Regions from separate parts of the Rattus norvegicus genome. Here region 2 is linked to region 1. Evidence: chromatin contacts called from public Hi-C data. All regions are on one chromosome and are shown on one strand. The core of a region is the stretch at or near the end of the contact, and the rest is flanking DNA. Distances in the headings are between cores, read along the strand shown.

Region 1 (4,998 bases), core at 1,619-4,118:
CCCTGAGAGCCTGTGTTGGAGTCCCTGGTACCAGGCTACCCCCTGAAGGAACAGTGCCTTTGGGGGGATTTCAGAGCAGTCCCCCAGAGATTCCACTACCACTACCAGGCTGTCACAGGGATCGGGAATGTTCCTGGTAATCCTGGGCCAATTGTCACCTCATCTGTCAGGAGTCACTTGGCCTGTGTTTACTGGGGTCAGCTCCTGTGCTCCCAGAGCCTCACTTTGGCTCCAGCAGAGATAAGAAGCACTAGAGATGGAGGATTGAGCCGGGGACCCAAGCTATGCTCCAGAAAGGAGCACCACTCCTGGGGGATAGCTGGAGAAGCCTTCAGGGAGGAGTGGGGGCTGAGTGTGTAGGCATGCAGTCTCCCTGGACCATGCAGATCCAGACTGCAAAAGTGCAGTCAATACTGATATGTCTTGGCTCCCTCAAGCGTGATGGGACCCCATAGACACGAGGCTGGACCATATGGATGGGGCATGCTCTTGGCTGAAGGGGAGTTACACTGAGTGGGGCAGGACACAAGGAAGCCATAATGGGGTTGCGGCAGAGGCCAAGGGAAGGCTAGTATACTGTATACTATATGCTTCCTGGTATACTGTTTCCAGCAAGTTCTCCAAGGCTCAGGAAGCACTAGGTCAGGTGGAGAAAGACCCACAAGCTTGAGGAGTGACCACAGCATAGTCGTCAAAGCTCTAAGGAAGACTTGGAACCAGCGAGAAAGACAGATTGAGAAGCTGGGACCTTGAGAGTTTCTGCTCCATTGGAATCTGAGCCCCGAAGAGCTGAGAGGCCAGCAGCAGCTAAGGCATCTCAGAGTGAAGGCAGCAATACTTCAGAGCAGAGGGACCCAGATAGGGCCAGGGGTTTTATGGAAGAAGTGAACTTTGTGTGAACTGAACCCGAGAGCCAAGCCTGGGACATCCCTGCTGACTTGACCTGGCCCTTCTGTCTTCCCGTAGTGGTGCCTTTCAATGAAGTGTGGGGCCGCAGCTACTGCCGGCCAATGGAGAAGCTGGTGTACATTGCAGATGAACACCCTAATGAAGTGTCTCATATATTCAGTCCGTCATGTGTCCTTCTGAGTCGCTGTAGTGGCTGCTGTGGTGACGAGGGTCTGCACTGTGTGGCGCTAAAGACAGCCAACATCACTATGCAGGTAAGGAAGGTCTCCCCACACGTCACCGCCTGCCCATAGCCCACCATATCCAGATGCCCACAGAACCTCTAGAAATTACCCAGATAGGGACAGAGGCAGGCCAGGGACCTACAATGGGAACCAAACTCCAAGCCAGGGTCCCTTACTCCAGAACAGCCTTCTTGAGCCCCCATCCCAACTCTGAGCTCCTCACTGGCTCCTTACTGGGTATGAACTTTCTATTCCCCCGCAGATCTTAAAGATTCCCCCCAATCGGGATCCACATTCCTACGTGGAGATGACATTCTCTCAGGATGTGCTCTGCGAATGCAGGTAAGTCCTAGGTGGGCAGCAGGGACAGACCCTGTGCACTTAGATCCTGGGCCTTAGCAGATCTTCGCCAGGCCCCTGGGAAAAGGAAGGCTGCCAGCCTGCGGCAGGCTGCATTTGTTTCCCTAAGCAAGTGGTCCCGGGGAGATGCTTTTCATTTAATACTCCCTGCGAGCCAACTCACCCTGAGGAGCTGGCCCCAGCAGCTGGAACACAGCTGCCAAGATATCACAGTAGAAAAGGAAGTCTCTCCTAGATTTGCAGAGCCCCGGCACTTGTCACACAACTGCCACAGGTCCTTGGAACTGGTTTCTATAGACGAAGGTATTACTGTGCTTGATTCTGGACCACACTGCCTGCCCATTGGGGGTGGGTGTGGGCAAACTGGATCAAGAAGAATACAGCACAAAACCCTTGTAGAAGGAAAGGGACAGATAAAGGAGGTATGGCGGTGTCTTTAGAGTTGCAGCACACTGCTAACGGTCCCTGGGAGCTCTGGCTAACACTTAGCCTTGCTGTCTGTTCCTCGGGCTCTTGGCCCACTTGTTGCTAGGAACAGCAGCCCAGAGTGCCATCCAGGTCCAGGAAACATGAGAGGTTTGGTGCTTCTCTGTGTCATGGACAAGGCACCAGATTAGAGGTCGGGAGCCTAGACTGGAGCGGGAAGAAGGGGGAGAGGACCACCTTCCACTTGTGTTTACTCAATGCTCACTCATGCCACACCCTGGCCTAAGTGCCTGGGATACAGTGGTAAGCAAGAGAGCAAGGTCGGCCGCGCGTTTGTGGCCACAGATTGCACAGATGAGGCAGGCGAGCCAGGCTCTGTGCAGCTCTGTGTTTCGCTGCACTAGCCAGCGTGGAAGAGGGTTCTAGATTTGGATCTGGCCTGTCTCACTCCTGCTGCCTTTCTTGGCAGTCACCAAGTCTCCATAGCCACAGTTAGCTACACTGCCCGGCTCTGCCTAGGACTCTAGCTGCCCTCTTTGAACCTGAGCCCTGGCTCCAGGCCCTCTCTACTATGCCAGTATTAGAGGCCTTGACTCAACCTGTTCACTTCCAGCCAGACACCAACAGTTCAGCCAGGACTCCCTCCTTGCCCCCTCCCCCAGTGACCTTCACCTCTATATCACCTTTACTTCAACTTGCCCATCTGCTTAGAAGTAGGGAAAGTGGGCCAGCTTAGGACAACATACATTCAGGGCCCGTGCGGCCCCTCCTGCCTGGAACCCTGTTCTTGGGAACTCTTGAAGAGATCTCTTTCCAGCAGGCCAGGCAACAGGGACACCTTTCTTTTTACTTCTGGGCCAAGAGCCACGGCCCCAGAAGGCAGAGCTGGGACATGCCTGGAGACTGTGAAGCAGGCTCCCTGCTGTTGCCACGGTGGGGCGGGGCTAAGCCCAGGCGGTAGCTGGTAGTCACTATTGCCCTGTCTACAGTCTTGTTCATCATTTACTCTCTTGTGGGACTCCCAGAAGGCACCCCAGAAGGAACGGGAAACTGAACAGGGAAAAGGTAAAATAGCAGAGAGCAGAGTCAAAAGATCCCAGGTTTGATGCCAAGAGGCTAGGGCGAGCAGAAACATGTGATGAAAAGCCCCAGGGGCAAACTTGGACCTCTCGGGATTGCCCGGACCTAGGGTAATGTTAGCGCAAGCCCCGGCGCCCCTGCCACAGCTTCTTCACCAGCTCCGTGCTGCCCCCTAGTGGCGCTGGAGCAACCGCGTTACCAGGACCTAGGAACTCTGGGGGAAGTGGGTGTTAGCAGGAAACATCCATTTACCCTTCTCCCCTGCATCTTTCTGTTTCCCTAGGCCTATTCTGGAGACGACAAAGGCAGAAAGGTAAGTGTACTGCTCGGGGAGATTGTCGGACCTGCCAGTCGCTGTCTTAGCACCAGGAGCCCCATGTACTGATGCTTGACTTATTGCAGGAGGAAAACCAAGGGGAAGAGGAAGCAAAGCAAAACCCCACAGACTGAGGAACCCCACCTGTGAGTATGCTGAGCCTAAGGGGTGGGTGGGGGAGCTGCCCTGGCAGCACGAAGCAATGGCCAGAGAGGGGTGTGAGGCAAAGCTGGGATGAGGTCTTGGGGCAAGAACAGGGAATCCATGTCTTGTAAGGTCTAAGGTGCATTGAGGGAATTTAGTTTTTGTCCCTTATCTCTTTGTGGCCTTAAGCAAATCACGTTCCTTGTAAATCGATGGGGCTGGGAATACAGCAAGCAATGGGCTATTGCAGGTCGTCACCAAGCACTGCTGAGTGCCAGGCACCTGAGTGACAACCCCCTGCCCTGTTCTTCCAGGGTATGCCTTTTGCTACATAGTTGGCCACTTCTAGGCATCCCGGGGGCAGGTGCAGTGTGCTGCTCTCAAATTCCCAGGCCAGTGTCTTCCTCTGTCTTTGGATCCTTCCCTCCCCCTCCTCTCTCCCTTCCATGCCCATCCTTGCTTCACCTTGGGGGGCAGCAGGCTGGAGTCCCAGGTTACAGAGTAACTAACTGGTGGAGCTGGAAGACAGGGATCAGGGAAGGAACCCTCCTACTTGGGAACCAAGGGAGCCAGAGCTGAAGGTTCCACACACGTAGATCAAGTGCCACTATGCCGTCCCTCAGATACGGGTCTTCAGGGGTCTTGTTCAGGTATCGCCTGAAAGAATTTCAACAGCTCCTGGGGCTCCTGCTTAATTTTAGGTTGGCCTTGCCTTGAACATTTGGGGTTTTTCTTTGTTTTGTTTTGTTTTTTTTTTTCTTTTAGATAGGATGCTATGTAGTCCAAGCTGGTTTTAAACTCACAGCAATCCTGCCTCACATGCCACTGTGAACCTTTTCTCTTTCTTCCCTTCTTTCTAATTTCTAAAATTATTTATTTATTTTGGTTTGTCGAGACAGGATTAGTCTGTGTGAGGCCCTGGCTGTTTTGGAGCTCACTCTGTAGACCAGGCTGGCCTCACAGAGATTCACCTGCCTCAGCCTCCTGAGCGCGGGACTAACGGCGTGCGCCACCACTGCTGGGCTCTTCTTTACCTTTGAAAATCATATTAGCAAAAGCTGGGTTTGGAACACCTAATCCTTCTCAAGGGGGAAGAGCAGGTGTAGCGAGGACAGCTGCCTCTGGCGCTCCCTCACCCAAAGTTTAATCAAATGTCCGAGGAGGCTGAGGACTGATTCCTTTAAAAACACCCCCCCCCCTTTTTTTTGCCTTGGAGTGGGGATGTAGCGCAGCGGTAGGGAGCTGGCTTACCATGTGTAAGACCCGAGCTCAACCCTCAGCGCCACAAAACACCTAGTAAAAAAAAAAAAGTACGAACAACAAAACCACTCCCGCCAAGTCTGTCTGAAGATTGCTGTCTTGGGATGGGTAACTAGAGTCACTGTTACGGAATGCCAGATTGGTTTCAGATGTCTCTGCTACTGAACGACTGTGTGATCTCAGGCAAGTTTCTTAATTTCTCTGGGCCTGAGCTCTGCCTCTGTGAAAGAGAAACACTCCTGTGGGGTGTTGCGAAGGGCGAAGGAGACAGTGCCTGGC
Region 2 (5,720 bases), core at 1,614-4,113, 48 kb before region 1:
GTGATGTGGGTGAGGGGGACAAGGCCAGCGAACAGATTCCAGGGGCCCAAGTGCTCATTTTCAAATGGAGCTAGAAACCTGCTCTCACTGTGGACCTCACAAGACAAGAAAAAGAAACTCGTATTCCAGAATTAGTGACTCCAGTGCCACCCACCTTGTTGACTCTTGACATAACAGCAAAAATGGCAGCATCGGTCATGACAGTTGTCTCGATACCTGCTTCGGACAAATTGACGGCCATTTCATGTCCCTGAAACAGGAGGGAAAAAAAGGCTGGTGATAGAACAAAGTGATATAGTGACCAGAGCTGATGTATGGAACTGGATCTCAAACTCTGAAATCTAGTCCCCCGGATAACCCATCTATCAGTGGTAGAGTCTGGCAGGCCACGGGGACGCTATTAAATGTTACTTCAGAGCAGCACAAAACTGGAAATACAACTGCTTACGTAATGCAAGCACAGCCAGCAGGACAGCTCCCATCCCGGTCTTTTACAACGTTGATGTCCTGTGTGTTTCCTGACACCTGTTATTTACGTAAGGACTGAGTGAGATTAAACACCAGTCACACCCAAGGTACCTAGGACCAGTCATTTACACAGCTTTCTTAAACGACCATTTAAATGTATCTACAGCAACTTGAAAATCCTTACTGATATTTTGTTTGGGGAGGGGTTCTGTGTGTGTGTGTGGTATGTGTCTGTGGTGTGTGCGTGTGTGTGTGTGTGCGTGTGTGTGGTGTATGTGGTATGTGCAACCCTTGTTTGTTTACAGGCGAGTTCTCACTATTGAGCGCTTGCTTACCTGGAACTCACTATGTACCAGATCAAGTTGTTCTCACACTCAGAGGTCTACCCGCCTCTGCCTCCCCAATGCTGAGACTAAAGGCCTGCGCTGCCAGCATGACAGGACTGATTTTCCTTCTTTCTTCCCCTTTCTTTCTTTCTTTCTCTCTTTCTTTCCTTCTCCTCTTCCTCCTCCTCCTCCTCTCTGAGACAGGGTCTTTCAGTAGTCCTGGCTGTCAGAGAACTCACTATGTAGACCAGGCTGGTTTCGAACTCAGAGACCTGCCTGCCTCTACATCCCTAGAGCTGTGATTTAAAGTGTGGGCTATCGCATCCAGCATGATTTACTTTCTTAATGACTCAAGGTAGAGCTAATCAATTCACAGTTGGCTCAGACTCACCCCTCCTTTATTCCCTCTTCACCCCTTCTTGGTGACTCTAGCAGCCCCTTTTACCTGGCAGAAAGGAGCACACTCTGCAGCAATGACATGGAACTTCCTCTTCTGGGCTGCCTCTCTAAGGAAAGCCTCGACTGTCCTAGAGAAGCCAATGGTCATGATCACCTCGTTGGAGTGGATGTGCTCCAGAGCTTGGGCTGCAATGTTCTCCGTTGTGCCTTCTGCAAGAATAGGTTCACAAGAGAATGTGCAAGCGTCATGCTTCGCCCAGACATGCGATGGTCCCCAAGGGAAGCCTGCTCTCGTGCTGCCCACCTGCCATGGCCAGGTTTAAAGGCTCAAGGGGCAAAGTTCCAACCTCTTTTCTTTTTTTTTTTTTTTTTTTTTGGTTCTTTTTTTCGGAGCTGCGGATCAAACCCAGGGCCTTGCGCTTCCTAGGCAAGCGCTCTACCACTGAGCCAGATCCCCAACACCGTTAAACATTTTTTTGAAGTCAAGATGAAGTTTAGTGAAAAAGAAACTTTCAAATGTGACTTTTGGGAATTCATTTTCTGTTTTTTGGTTTGTTTTTTGTTTGTTTGTTTTTTGTTTGTTTGTTTGTTTGTTTTTTGCAGCGCTGGGAATTAAACCCAGGGTCTCAAGTATGGTACTCTTCAACTGAGTTACATTCCCAGCAAGTTCATTTGCTACAAAATAAAATAAAATAAAATAAAGACGTGCCCTAAAATAAATCTCCCGAATAATGTGCTTTGAAAGAGCAGGCCTGTCTTGAAAGATGCAGTTACTATAGGCCTGGTGTTTTCCATCCATTCCTACCAGATGCTGTTCAAACCAGAAGACTGGTAATCTCCCCTATCCCTATCAATGATTAATTTCTCGGGGGGGGGGGTGTTGTTTCACTTGCCTTTGACCTATCTTGTCCATTTAGTGATCAGACCTCTTACCCAGTTCCACTAGCAGCTCATTAATCGCCTCAATGATGTTGGACTTAAGTGGGGCATAATGGAAGCTGAAATCCTCGCTCAGGCCTCCGGATGTCAAGAGTTTGTGCAGGGACTCCTGCTGATCGCTCTCATCACTGCGCCCATGCAGTCTAAAGAGGCAACAAGACCCAAAGAGTGAACGTGGGGGCAACCGGAGCAGCTCAGTCACAACAGAGGCTCCAAGCTGATAGGAGACACAGTTTTAATAACAAAAAGCCAGCATCCCTTGGTCCCACCAAGAGCCCACCCAAGCTGTGAGTTTGACCTGCCATACTCCTCCCGTATGATCTTGAGGACTCTCCGCACCATGTTTCCCACGGTGGTCTCGGAGGGCTGCGCGGCTGTCATCCTCCTACCCTCTCTGCGGATCAAATCCATTAGGTCCCCTGAAACCCAAGAGAGACCAGGTGAACGGGGCAGGTGTGCGGTGAGAGTGAATATCAGCTTCAGAAATAGAACGAGGACAAAAAGAGTGGGGCTGGGGCTGCCGCACCGGCGTTGTTCCAGTGGTGGTCCGTGATGAGCCGGCGCAGCAGCCCCAGGGTCTCCCGAGCCATGTCCTCCGAGCTGCGCCGCCCGCCACCTCGCTTCAGAGTTTCCACGAAGCTCTCGATCCTCTCGGACAACTCCGAGCCCTTCGCCGCGGCACCCGGCATCTCCACTACAGTCCCTGGACTTGCAGAAGCCTCAACTGCCAGACCAGTTTCACTTCCGGGGCGAGAGAGGTCAACTTCCGCTCGGTGAAGCATAATTGAGTTTGAGAAGTTGTAAGCCCGCCCTTCACTCTGCTGAGGCCAATCAGAAACGTGTTACAGTGGAGCTGGGCGCGCCGCCGGGAAGTGACGGCTGGAAGTGTCCTCTTGGGAGTCTGCGCCCGAAGCCCGTAGGACACTGGCCAGTCTGGTTGCTATGGGGATAGCAAGCGGCTCTCCCTCCCTGTGACCAATAGAAGTTGCTTTCCTCTTTCCTGACTGGGCTGCCTGTTGCTTGGTAGCCGCCGCAAGTGCGCGTCCAGGACTCAGGACGCCCAGAAAAGTGCTGCTACATCACTTCAGGCACAGCTCGTGCACTGGTCCGAGGCACCTTTGCAGACACAGCCCTGGGCACATTTGGAGCAGCAGCTCTTCTTGCAGGAGGTGCATTTGCAGTTCTTGCAGTCGCAGGAGCTGGAGCAGGTGCAGGAGCCGCCGGTAGATCAGGAGCATTTGGGGTCCATTCTGAGATCTGGTGAATCTGGAGCTACGGTGGAAGCAACAAGAAGGCAGTCAGGCTGCTGAAGTCGGGATCAATATTCCAGACTTTTAAGACTCTCCTTATAGCTGACAAATTGTTTTCCTGGGTACTAGATCAATATCAAAATCATATAAACTGAGTACAGGAAAACTGTACCCGTCATTAGCAAAAACAAAAACAAACAAAAAGCAAAATAAAAAAAACTAATAAATTATTAGGAAATAGAATACAGCAACATGGGCTGGAGAGATGGCTCAACGGTTAAGAGCACTGAATGCGGGCTGGAGAGATGGCTCAGCGGTTAAGAGCACTGACTGCTCTTCCAGAGGTCCTGAGTTCAAATCCCAGCAACCACATGGTGGCTCACAACCATCTGTAATGGGATCTGATGCACTCTTCTGGTGTGTCTGAAGACAGTAACAATGTACTCACATACATTAAATAAATAAATATTGAAAAAAAAAAAGAGCACTGAATTCTCTTCCAGAGGTCCTGAGTTCAATTCCCAGCAACTTCATGGTGGCTCACCACCATCTGTAAAGGGATCTAATGCCTCCTTCTGGTGTGTCAGACACACTAGCTACAGTGTACTCACATAAATAAATCTTTAGAATACAGCAACACATTAAAAAGAGTAAATATAGGGCTGGGGATTTAGCTCAGTGGTAGAGCGCTTACCTAGGAAGCGCAAGGCCCTGGGTTCGGTCCCCAGCTCCGAAAAAAAAAAAAAAAGAACCAAAAAAAAAAAAAAGAGTAAATATTTGCAATCTAAATGGCACATTGTTTCATTTGCTGGGGGCTGGCTCACTTGTACATTAGCCATCAGGGCCAACTCCACTGTGTTGCCCAGGCAAGGCACAGGGCCAGCTCTCCCAAGTGCTGCAGCCAGTGAGTGGGCAAGGCTAGCTCTTCCCTCTCATGACTCCAGGATCAACTTTCCTGGCTACTGCAGGTGGCAAGGGAGAAGGGAAAGGGCATCACACCAGTACCCACACCACCAGAGAAGTATCAAGGGGCCATCTCTCCCACACTCTGCCCTTCTCCACAACTCACATGTGCCCCCTACACCAGGACCAGCTCTACTGTGCTGCCCAATGGAAGTATAGAACCCATTTGCCCAAGTGCTCTAGTGTTCAAGGGACAGGGCCAACTCACCTGCTCTTATGACCTAAAGACCAGTTCTCTAGACTGCCTCAGGTGGTGAAGAGGAAGAGGGCATCACCCCCACACCCATACCACCTCACGGCACAGGTTGATAGGAGCCAGCTCTCTCTTGCTCTCACTCTGGGGGCTGGCTAACCCCAAAACCCCTCAACTGGGGCCAACGCTACTGTGATGTCCAGATGAGGGTCAGGCCCAGCTCCCCCCACTCTGATGACCCTAGGGTCAGCTTTCCCGACTGTCTCAGGTGGGCATCTCCCCCCTGCCCAGGTCACCTCACAGCAGAGGAGTGGTGGGGCCATCTGTCTAGCAATGTTCTACATGCTTACCAACACATGGTATTACCAAACATCTCTGTAGGAAGTAGACATAAAAAAGATACTTCAGGATTGTTTTAATTTGCATTTTCCTGCTCCAGTGAGTCTTGTGTTTCCCCACACTTACCAAACTCCGTTTTGCTCATTATTAGAGCTTGCATATGGTTGAAGTGTGTTCCTCAAAAGTCTGCTGAAGGTTGATCTTTTACTGTGATAATATTGGGAAGTGGTGAGCTCTAGGAGGAGTGTGGGTGGCGTCTGGAGGATGACAGCCGAGCTGCCACGTGCACACAAACACGTCAGTGGCACATGCACACAAGCACATCGGCTTCCACATGCACATGAACACATCCATATGCATCCTCTCAGAGAAAGCAGTGACTGAGAAGAAATGTTGACCACAGTTCCTTTTAAAATTATTTTTTAAACCATGTGTATGGGAGTTTGTCTGCATGTATGTTTGTAGAGCAGGAGGAGTCCCTGTGACAGATGCATAGCACTTCTAGTTTAAGAAAGGGGGATGTCAAAACCTGATGCCCTTGACAGTCGTGAACTGCCAGGTAGATGCTGGGAGTCAAACCCAATCCTCTGAGAGAGCTGCCAATGTTCCTTATCGGAGACACAGCTACACATCTGTCCTAGTGACTCATCATGCCGTACCTGTGTGTTCTGTACCTTTTAAAATACATATTTTGTGACTTTAAAAATGTTTACCCTGTATTCCTTACAAGAAAACTTAAAAACGTGTGAGAGAGAAAGCATTTCCTCGGGCTTGGATTAAATCCAGGTGCTGGGACTCAAGGTTTACAGCAACACACCTGCATGCACATGTGCTTAAGTTTTG

Evidence for each region. A called contact is a pair of places that touch in the nucleus more often than the background predicts.
Region 2: a Hi-C map of Schwann cells shows a contact between it and region 1, with 2.6 times the contacts expected there. The contact joins the promoter of Eif2b2 here to the enhancer-like site in region 1. A contact is called at or near these places in 2 of 12 Hi-C or Micro-C datasets (Schwann cells and psoas muscle).

The regions. Positions count from the first base shown.
Region 1 is chr6:110,548,146-110,553,143 of GRCr8, reverse strand. It overlaps Pgf (placental growth factor), which reads left to right. Exons shown (of 7, transcript NM_053595.2): 3 at 967-1,163; 4 at 1,396-1,475; 5 at 3,283-3,312; 6 at 3,402-3,461. Among named protein-coding and RNA genes, the nearest start is that of Pgf, 7.1 kb to the left of the region's middle. Within about 2 kb of position 2,868, at least 24 of the 93 cell types and tissues checked have an H3K27ac peak or open chromatin away from gene starts, as enhancers often do.
Region 2 is chr6:110,595,122-110,600,841 of GRCr8, reverse strand. It overlaps Eif2b2 (eukaryotic translation initiation factor 2B subunit beta), which reads right to left and starts at 2,863. Exons shown (of 8, transcript NM_032058.2): 1 at 2,659-2,863; 2 at 2,431-2,551; 3 at 2,127-2,275; 4 at 1,240-1,403; 5 at 155-250. The coding sequence starts at 2,821. It also overlaps the pseudogene Mt1-ps4.